Regions from separate parts of the Hordeum vulgare genome. Here regions 1 and 2 are each linked to region 3. A link is a contact called in public Hi-C data. All regions are on one chromosome and are shown on one strand. Each heading gives the region's core, a stretch centred on a gene start, on an enhancer-like site or on the middle of the called end of the contact. The rest is flanking DNA. Distances are from core to core; before and after follow the strand shown. Region 1 holds the start of LOC123448872 (pentatricopeptide repeat-containing protein At1g62350). Region 2 holds the start of LOC123446581 (abscisic acid receptor PYL4-like). Region 3 holds the start of LOC123448873 (malonyl CoA-acyl carrier protein transacylase).

Evidence for each region. Hi-C and Micro-C count contacts between places; a contact is called where the count stands out from the background.
Region 1: a Hi-C map of seedling shows a contact between it and region 3, with 3 times the contacts expected there. The contact joins the promoter of LOC123448872 here to the promoter of LOC123448873 in region 3. A contact is called at or near these places in 3 of 6 Hi-C or Micro-C datasets (leaf and seedling) and 1 of 1 datasets of contacts at active chromatin or transcription factors (embryo).
Region 2: a Hi-C map of leaf shows a contact between it and region 3, with 3 times the contacts expected there. The contact joins the promoter of LOC123446581 here to the promoter of LOC123448873 in region 3. A contact is called at or near these places in 3 of 6 Hi-C or Micro-C datasets (all in leaf) and 1 of 1 datasets of contacts at active chromatin or transcription factors (embryo).

The regions. Positions count from the first base shown.
Region 1 is chr4H:442,860,026-442,862,725 of MorexV3_pseudomolecules_assembly, forward strand. LOC123448872 (pentatricopeptide repeat-containing protein At1g62350) reads right to left here and starts at 1,415. Exons shown (of 2, transcript XM_045125902.1): 1 at 941-1,415. The coding sequence starts at 1,276.
Region 2 is chr4H:442,971,453-442,974,152 of MorexV3_pseudomolecules_assembly, forward strand. LOC123446581 (abscisic acid receptor PYL4-like) reads left to right here and starts at 1,394. Exons shown (of 1, transcript XM_045123158.1): 1 at 1,394-2,532. The coding sequence starts at 1,528. The coding sequence ends at 2,202.
Region 3 is chr4H:443,354,391-443,357,090 of MorexV3_pseudomolecules_assembly, forward strand. It overlaps LOC123448873 (malonyl CoA-acyl carrier protein transacylase), which reads left to right and starts at 1,348. Exons shown (of 10, transcript XM_045125904.1): 1 at 1,348-1,777; 2 at 2,356-2,441; 3 at 2,574-2,640. The coding sequence starts at 1,538.

The DNA of each region.
Region 1 (2,700 bases), core at 165-2,664, 490 kb before region 3:
TTGGTGTAGTCTCGGTTCATCTTTGCTCAAAGGTGGCGCAAGGTGCCTTTGCAGCTTGCTAATTGTTCTGATTTCCTGTGGCAAAGCTCCCAATCAATGTTTGTGTTCGTCGGCGCTCTCTCGGCTTGCATTGCTCCAATTTTTGCCCCTTCTGGCGGAGCATGCAGCCTTGTTATGACACACATTGATCGTGGATGCTCCTGTATCTCGCCATGAGGATCGGAATGCACGCAAGTGCTCTCGACAACTCGCAAAGTCTTGGTATTGTGTTACCATAGACGATGTAGAACAGCACGCACCAGCCAGTTCACCCAAAAGCTCAAGCTCATGAGGAAAGGTGGGCTATGCATTTATACGTCAACACTCCCCCTCACGTGTGGCTCCCTCAGGCCTAAACATGGACCGAAAGTGGGCTGCAATTTAGTTGCCCCACCCAAAAGCTCAAGCTGATGAGGAAAGGTGGGCCACACACCAGCCAGTTTTGAACTCTGAACCTCTTGGTTGCAAGTTTATGCACCTAACCAGTTCATCGATCAGTCCTAACCAGTACATAAAACATATGCATGATATATTTCTGCATACAACAGCTTTATGAATCATGGCCTGTGATTAAAAAGTCACAGGTTTCTTAGGTGCAATTAAAGAGTTGGATCCTCTAGTCCCCAATCATGCAACCGAAGAACTGTAGAGTGGAAGCCATTTCGGTGTTGATAACATATCTGAACCACTAATTTCCTACATCCATATGCACATAACTTGACAATCAACAGTTCAACACCACTGCAACCCCATATAAGACCCATTTGCCTCAAACAGCAGCATAATTATTAGTTTAACTCTCAATTAGGGCGAGAGTACTAGAGAAAAGGCAATAACAAGCTAGATGTATTCGCAAAAGAAACAGAAACGCGAGCAGACTTATCGGGGGTGGAAGCGGTACCTTCATGGAGAGGAGGACGTGGTCCTGGCGAAGCAGTTCAGCGAGGACAGCGAGGAGGTCCGTACGGAGGAGTCGAGACACATGCAATTTCATGTACTCCACCAGCCTCTGGTGGCCTCCGGCAGGGGGTAGCGCAGCGAGCCGCTTGAGCTGCGCGACCGCCATAAGGCCTTCCTTCCCCATCTCCTTCTTCCGCCGCCATATCGAAAGGCTTGGGCTCGATGCCGCCGCGGTAGAGCACAACCTCTGGTGGAGTTCACCCGCGGCGGCGGCTGCCGGTTGTAGGGTTTGGAGGAGGCGACGGTGGTGGCCGCGTGGGAGGAGACGGGAAAGCATTTGGGTGGGAGCTGCGAGACAGAGTAGTGAGGCGTGCCGAGTGCGGACTGGGCTGCAGGCGAGGTGGCACCGGGTAGGGACGGATGTTGGGCGTCTGCCAGCGAGGCAGGCGGCGACGGCGTCAGCGAGCCGGTGAGATTAGGGATGGCACCCCTAGGTATGGGTACGAGTGGAGCATCTCCATATCCTTACCTGCCCCATATGATATTGTCCATTACCCTTATTCATACCCGTGAACGGGTATATTTTTTCTCCATACTCGTTACCTGGTAGGGTAGACGGGTACCCGCGGATAAAATTACTCATATTTGCAAAACATCAATTTAAACAACTTATAGTTATAAAATGCATTGTATCATATAGTTTACAAAGATAGATTATAACTACAACACATAATTGTAAAACAACATCATATAGTCATAAACAACAACACATAGACATACACTTTAAATTCATAAATTATTGGCATAGTGTAGATTGTAGAGATAATTTTGAGTTTACATAGATTTTATATGGGTACATGGATATATGGGTATGGGTTACATGATCCCATACCCGTACTCGCTCTACCCGATGGGTTTCAGATTTTCTTGTTTATATACTCATGGGTAAGTTTTTGTCCCATGTCCTTACCCTAATAGAGCTTTTACCCACAAGGTACGTGGATAATGGGTACTCATTGCCATCCCTAGATGAGATCGGGCTACAGAGATAACCTTCCCCTGTTCCTACGTGCCAGTATGCATCTGCACCGTCGAACTGCCATCCAGTGGCTCACACGCGTCCATAAGGGTTCGCCACTCGAGTCGTCTCTGTGTCGTTGATGTGTCATCTAACGGATCCTGATCATCGTCCCGTCGGTGTTTACTTTCGGGCAAGAGCATGTGGGCTCCTTTGCTTTTGATTCCACCTTAGCGTGTAATGGCTATAAAGCCCCATTGATCTCCTTCAATTTGGATCATGTAATATGCACTTGGGTATAAACCCTAAACACCGGTGGCGAGCTATCCTTACTTTTCCCTTTTGAGTAATATAAACCCTACATCAATTTCTCGGATTTGTCCTAAGATCAACTACCCTGTTTAGCTTAGAACAGTTCGGATCCTGACAATTGGTATCTACAGCCAGTTGGTTCTTGGCGGAGGCGTGAATTGGGTGCATAGAGCGGCTCAAAAATCCCTTCACGACCTCTAATTCTGGTGACGGTGTTCTTGGGGGTGGCCAGAGTGGCAATGCTCGAAGGTAGTCTGTATTTAGTCCGAGTTGCTGAGAAAAATTTTCCCGGTGGTAAAATTCCTACGGCTGAGTGGGGACGGTGCTTCTGGGAGAAGGGTGTTGGAGTCGGTGTTGGCATTGGTAGACCGGAGGAGGAGATCTCAAAGTTCCCTCTCTTTCCCACCCTTTTGCTCGACTGTCTCGAGATC
Region 2 (2,700 bases), core at 144-2,643, 380 kb before region 3:
ATTTAGATGCCTCTTTTCTCTTGTGCAGCGATCCACACTTAAAAAACAATTAAAGTACGTTGATGCTGATATGAGTATATACTGGCTAGGAGTAGTATATTATTATGTGAAGTACAAGTGATACCGTGGTCCTTTCATCTGAAGAAAAGGGCGGGGCACGAGTACGAGTCGACGGCCGTGCCAACTTGCGTGCGGCATGCCCCCATGTAGCGTTTAACTATTATTATACCGCTGTTAATGATCCCTAATAATAATAATCGTAAAGAGGAGAACGATCACGACGATGGAAAGCAACGGGATAGGGCAAGAGGGGCGATCGACAGGGAAAGGAATGGGCATCCAGGGCAAGCGCAGCACAGCACAGCATAGTGGGGAGGGATAACCTCATTGCAACCAACTTGCTTTATTCATCAGGAGTACTTACCTCTACCCCGGAGCGGTGTTTCTTCTCTCGGATTTACCTGCGCTCATGAAAAAAAATACTAGAAAATTTTCAAAAAATATGTGATAAATAATTTAATGCGTGAAGAACGCTTTAAATTTTAACTTATTTAAACATCTGAGCAGCTCTCACAAACAAAAAATCAAGGTCTGTAAAAAAAATCTACTGTTTACGAGTTGTTCTGATCCGATTTGTCATTTTTGTCGAGATATGTTTAGATGTCTAAATAAAATTAAATTTAAAACGAAACTCACGCACCAAAATATCTACCACACAAATATATATATATATATATATATATATATATATATATATATTTTAATATAATTTTTATCAACGGGAGCAGATGAGTCTGGAAGCAGACTTGGATTTTTGCCTGTGCCTGGCCAATCGTATCATTAAGTAGGAAAAATCTCGAGTTCATCGTATCCAAGCAACCCAGCCGGCCGGCTTAGGAGTTAAATAAAACATAATGTAGTTATTTATCTTCTAAATGAGAGTTAGACACACTCAATATTGCGATACATCGGTCTAGCTCGTAAGAATGATCGTATTGCCTCAGTATAATGGTGAAATAATGAAATTTAATAATCATTAACCATCATGTTCGTGTGGGTGTGGTTTAGTCCGCTTTACTAGCAAGTGTAATAATGGAGAGCAGATGAAACAAGCAAGAGGCCGGGGCCGGTCGCTTCCTGCAAGTTGGCCAATTTGCTCCAAAATTAAAAGGAAACCAATTAATTGAACAGATCAAAGGACAACCTCCTCCATGCAAGTTGGCCAATTTGCTCCGGAATTTAAACCCTTTGGAGTACGATCAATCAGTTAACTAAACAAAGAGCAGACGCAAGTATGCATTGGGAAAACACAAGTGGAGATATACATTTTTGCAAGCTGAGCAAGTTGGCTCACGTTCTAAAAAAAGAACAAGTTGCTTCTGCCTCACTGGGTCTATTATATATATACGCCTCTACCCCCATCAGCCTCCTCCCCAACCCTACCTTCGAAAGAAATTCCACCGGCCGGCAGCACACGGCAAGAAAAGGACGGCGAGCGCCAGGGAGATCACCGAGACTCGACGCACCATGCCGTGCATCCCGGCGTCCAGCCCCAGCATCCAGCACCACAACCACCACCACCGAGTCCTAGCAGGCGTCGGCGTCGGCGTCGGCATGGGGTGCGGCGCGGAGGCGGTCGTGGCCGCGGCCGGGACGGCAGGGATGAGGTGCGGGGAGCACGACTGCGAGGTCCCGGCGGAGGTGGCGCGGCACCACGAGCACGCGGAGCCGGGGTCCGGCCAGTGCTGCTCCGCGGTGGTGCAGCACGTGGCGGCGCCCGCGGCGGCGGTGTGGTCCGTGGTGCGGCGGTTCGACCAGCCGCAGGCGTACAAGCGGTTCGTGCGCAGCTGCGCTCTTGTGGCCGGCGACGGCGGCGTGGGCACGCTCCGCGAGGTGCACGTCGTGTCGGGCCTCCCCGCGGCGTCCAGCCGCGAGCGGCTCGAGATCCTGGACGACGAGAGCCACGTGCTCAGCTTCCGCGTCGTCGGCGGCGAGCACCGGCTCAAGAACTACCTCTCTGTCACCACCGTCCACCCATCCCCGGCCGCGCCGTCCAGCGCCACCGTCGTCGTGGAGTCCTACGTCGTGGACGTGCCGGCGGGTAACACGATCGATGACACCCGCGTGTTCATCGACACCATCGTCAAGTGCAATCTCCAGTCGCTGGCCAAGACCGCCGAGAAACTCGCCGCCGTGTCGTGAGACCTCCTCCACCTCCCAGGATGCGATCGATCCTTTTTTCCCGGGGTGGGATGGATGTGTGTTTCTTCGGCGCGTGAGCATTTTTTTCTCCCCACTTGGTTCTCTTCGTCACACATTTGACCATCTCGTTTTCTCCTTCTTTTTTCGCTCGTTGTTGTGAGATGCATGCATGCCCCTCTCCTCCCTGCTTGTCCAAACATTCAAGAATGACAAGTACCATTGATAGACTTCAAATTCACTATATGTTTGAGTTGCTCTCTGTATATATGTGGTATAGATCTGTTCTCGTGTACACGCAAAGTATATTCATCGACATCGGATGTTCATTCATTTGTCAAGTTCACTCGATCCCTTGTGTTGTTGAGCATAGCTAATCAAGAACAATACAGTCTTATCGTGGTGGATCGAACTTGTTAAATCGCACGCACACTGTAGCACAGCAAATATTGATGAGTTTTCGATCCATGGTAGTACGGTACTCTCTACTCCGTATATGTG
Region 3 (2,700 bases), core at 98-2,597:
CTACCACTTGAGATGAAATGGAGACAAAAATATGCAAAGGGGGGAACCCTAAAGAGGTAGTAGAGCGGTAGTACCGCTTCCACGGTACCGTCGTGCTATTATCGGACAACTATTGCGATCTAGGAAATTGGCAACAAAAGGTTGCACACTTTGGAATTCACCAAACGGCAGTAGCACAGTGGTGCCCGGTGGTACTACCGTAGGGTGGTACTACCGCTTCAAAGCAACTGACTACTCCACAGAAAACAGTCAAGGAGCTCCGGAAAGCGGAAAGGAATATGTGGGTGCGAAAAAGGTTGTGTATGTGATGATTTCACCCATACCTTTCCAATGCAGATCCCCTTAATAGTATGTTTGTCCTATGACTCAAAACCATCGAGAATGAAATTAACAGAGACAACTGTCTTCACTCTTTACCACCGAGAGGATACAAACCGTCTCATGCCATGACATAATATCTGAAACTCCTAGTGCACACGATTAGTCCGCAAATTACATTGTCATCAATCATCAAAACCAATAAGGGAGAAATATGACCTAACAGGTCTCGAAGGAGAAAACTTACTCGTGATGAATATGTAGACAACCTTAATATGATAGTTTCTTGAGTCCAAACTCTAATGGCGAATTTTCAAGCCATCACTTCCTGAATACCAAGAAGAAAATATGTGGCTGGATCAATCCCCGGAAGGTACAATAAAGTTAAATGTAGATGTTACCTTTGATAATTATCCCATGTGTGCGCCGGCTGGTGATGCTCTCGGAGATAATAAGGGATACATTATCATCTCTTGTAAAAGCAAATTCAAGGTTGCCTCGATGTTGCCTTGTCCGAAGCCAATGTTCTTCTCTTTAGCATGTACCTTGCCCATTCATTTGGGTGCAACATATCAATTAGCAACTTTGATAATTTTGAGGTGATTTCAACGATGAATGAAGAAGGATGATTGTATGTGATAGTTGCCTCTATCTTCGACGACTCCTATCATCTAACGTGTGATTTTGTGCAAGATTTATTTATGCATTGCCATAAAGAAGAGAATTATACCGATCATGAACCGACAGAGATGACTAAATTTGGCAGTATTAATGAATGGATAGGTGAACTTCTTACTGGGCTAATTTCTTTTTTCTTAGGCGGCCTCTATTACAATGAGACGACATATTTTTGTTATGTGATGTAACCTTTGATCGAAGCTTAATAAATAAAGTAGAATTTTGTTCCAAAAAATAAAGACGGCTCTGATTTTTTTAGGGCAAACACAGCCCTGATTTGTTTTTTAGGGGAAAACACAGCTTTTTTTGAGTCGAAGGGGAAAACACAGCTGTGAGGGAGAAAGTTGAAACGAGCCCACAGTAGTCACCCCCACCCCAGCTAACACAAGCGGCCTTTGCTAGAGGCCCACACAGCCTCTCGCGTATCGCTCTCGCTCTCGCTCCTCACCTCGTGAGCTCCGCCTCCGCCTCCGCCTCCCCCCGCCTCGCTACTCGCCAGCAAGCCATCCACCCAAGCTACAAAGTGCGCGGCCGCACTCGCATGCTCCTCCGCCCTCCTCGCTTCCCACGCCTCTCTCCTCGCCGCCTCCGCTCGGAATCTCCGATGGCTTCCACGCTCGCCTTGCTCAGGCCGTCGGCGCCGAGCCCGGCGACGACCCTGAGGGCGCCGTTCAGATCTCGGGTCTCCACTAGAGTGTCTGTCGGATCGGCAGTGGCAGCAGGCGCCGACACGCTCTTCGCCGACTACAAACCCACCACCGCGTTCCTTTTCCCCGGCCAGGTACAAGTCGAGGCGAGGCGGCCTCTTCTCGCTCGTTAGCTGATGTGTCTGGTACACGCATGGCATTATGACAGCCAGCTAAGTTGCAGGAATGGTGATCGTTATGCAATTATTCGTGCGAAGGTGTTTAAATTTTGAAATAAAAATTGGCACTCCTATCATGCTGAGTAAAATATCTGGCAAAGATGGCAAATCTGAAGGGATATAGGAGTATATACTACACCTTCTGTCCCAAAATAAGTGACTCAACTTTGTATTAACTTTAGAACAAAGTTAGTACAAAGTTGAGTCACTTATTTTGGGACGGGGGAGTACATATTAGGCAATGGGAAGTGTTCATTTTTACTTGGCTAGTTGTACGAATGGGGAAAAGATCACTTCACTGCTTCAGTTGACGTGGATCATGTTTTGGCCTTGAGAGATTAGGTATTAGGTTCTTGTAGGAGATTATTTTAGTTAGAGTGAGGCATTTCCCTTGTGGGGCAATTTTCATGAGCCACACATAATTTGAGTTCAAATACATGTGCATCGTGTGTACTGCCTCATTTATGTGTGTTTATGCTTTGTTTTCCTCTCAGGGTGCTCAGGCTGTTGGAATGGGTAAAGAAGCTCTTAATGTTCGAGCAGCTGCAGAACTATTTGATAAGGCAAATGATATACTTGGGTATCTACAAACCTCTGATGCGATTTACCTGTTGCTCCCCCTAGCAAACTTACGCTTTAATGTTAACAAGTGTCCATAACAATTCCAAATGGAAAAACGACAATGCTCATGCTTGTTTAATTTTGAATGTAGCTACGACTTGCTGAATCTTTGCATCGATGGACCAAAAGAAAAGCTGAACTCAACAGTGATCAGTCAGGTTTCTGAATTTCACTTCGCCCCCACTGTATTTTACATTATGCATTTTCATGTCTATGCA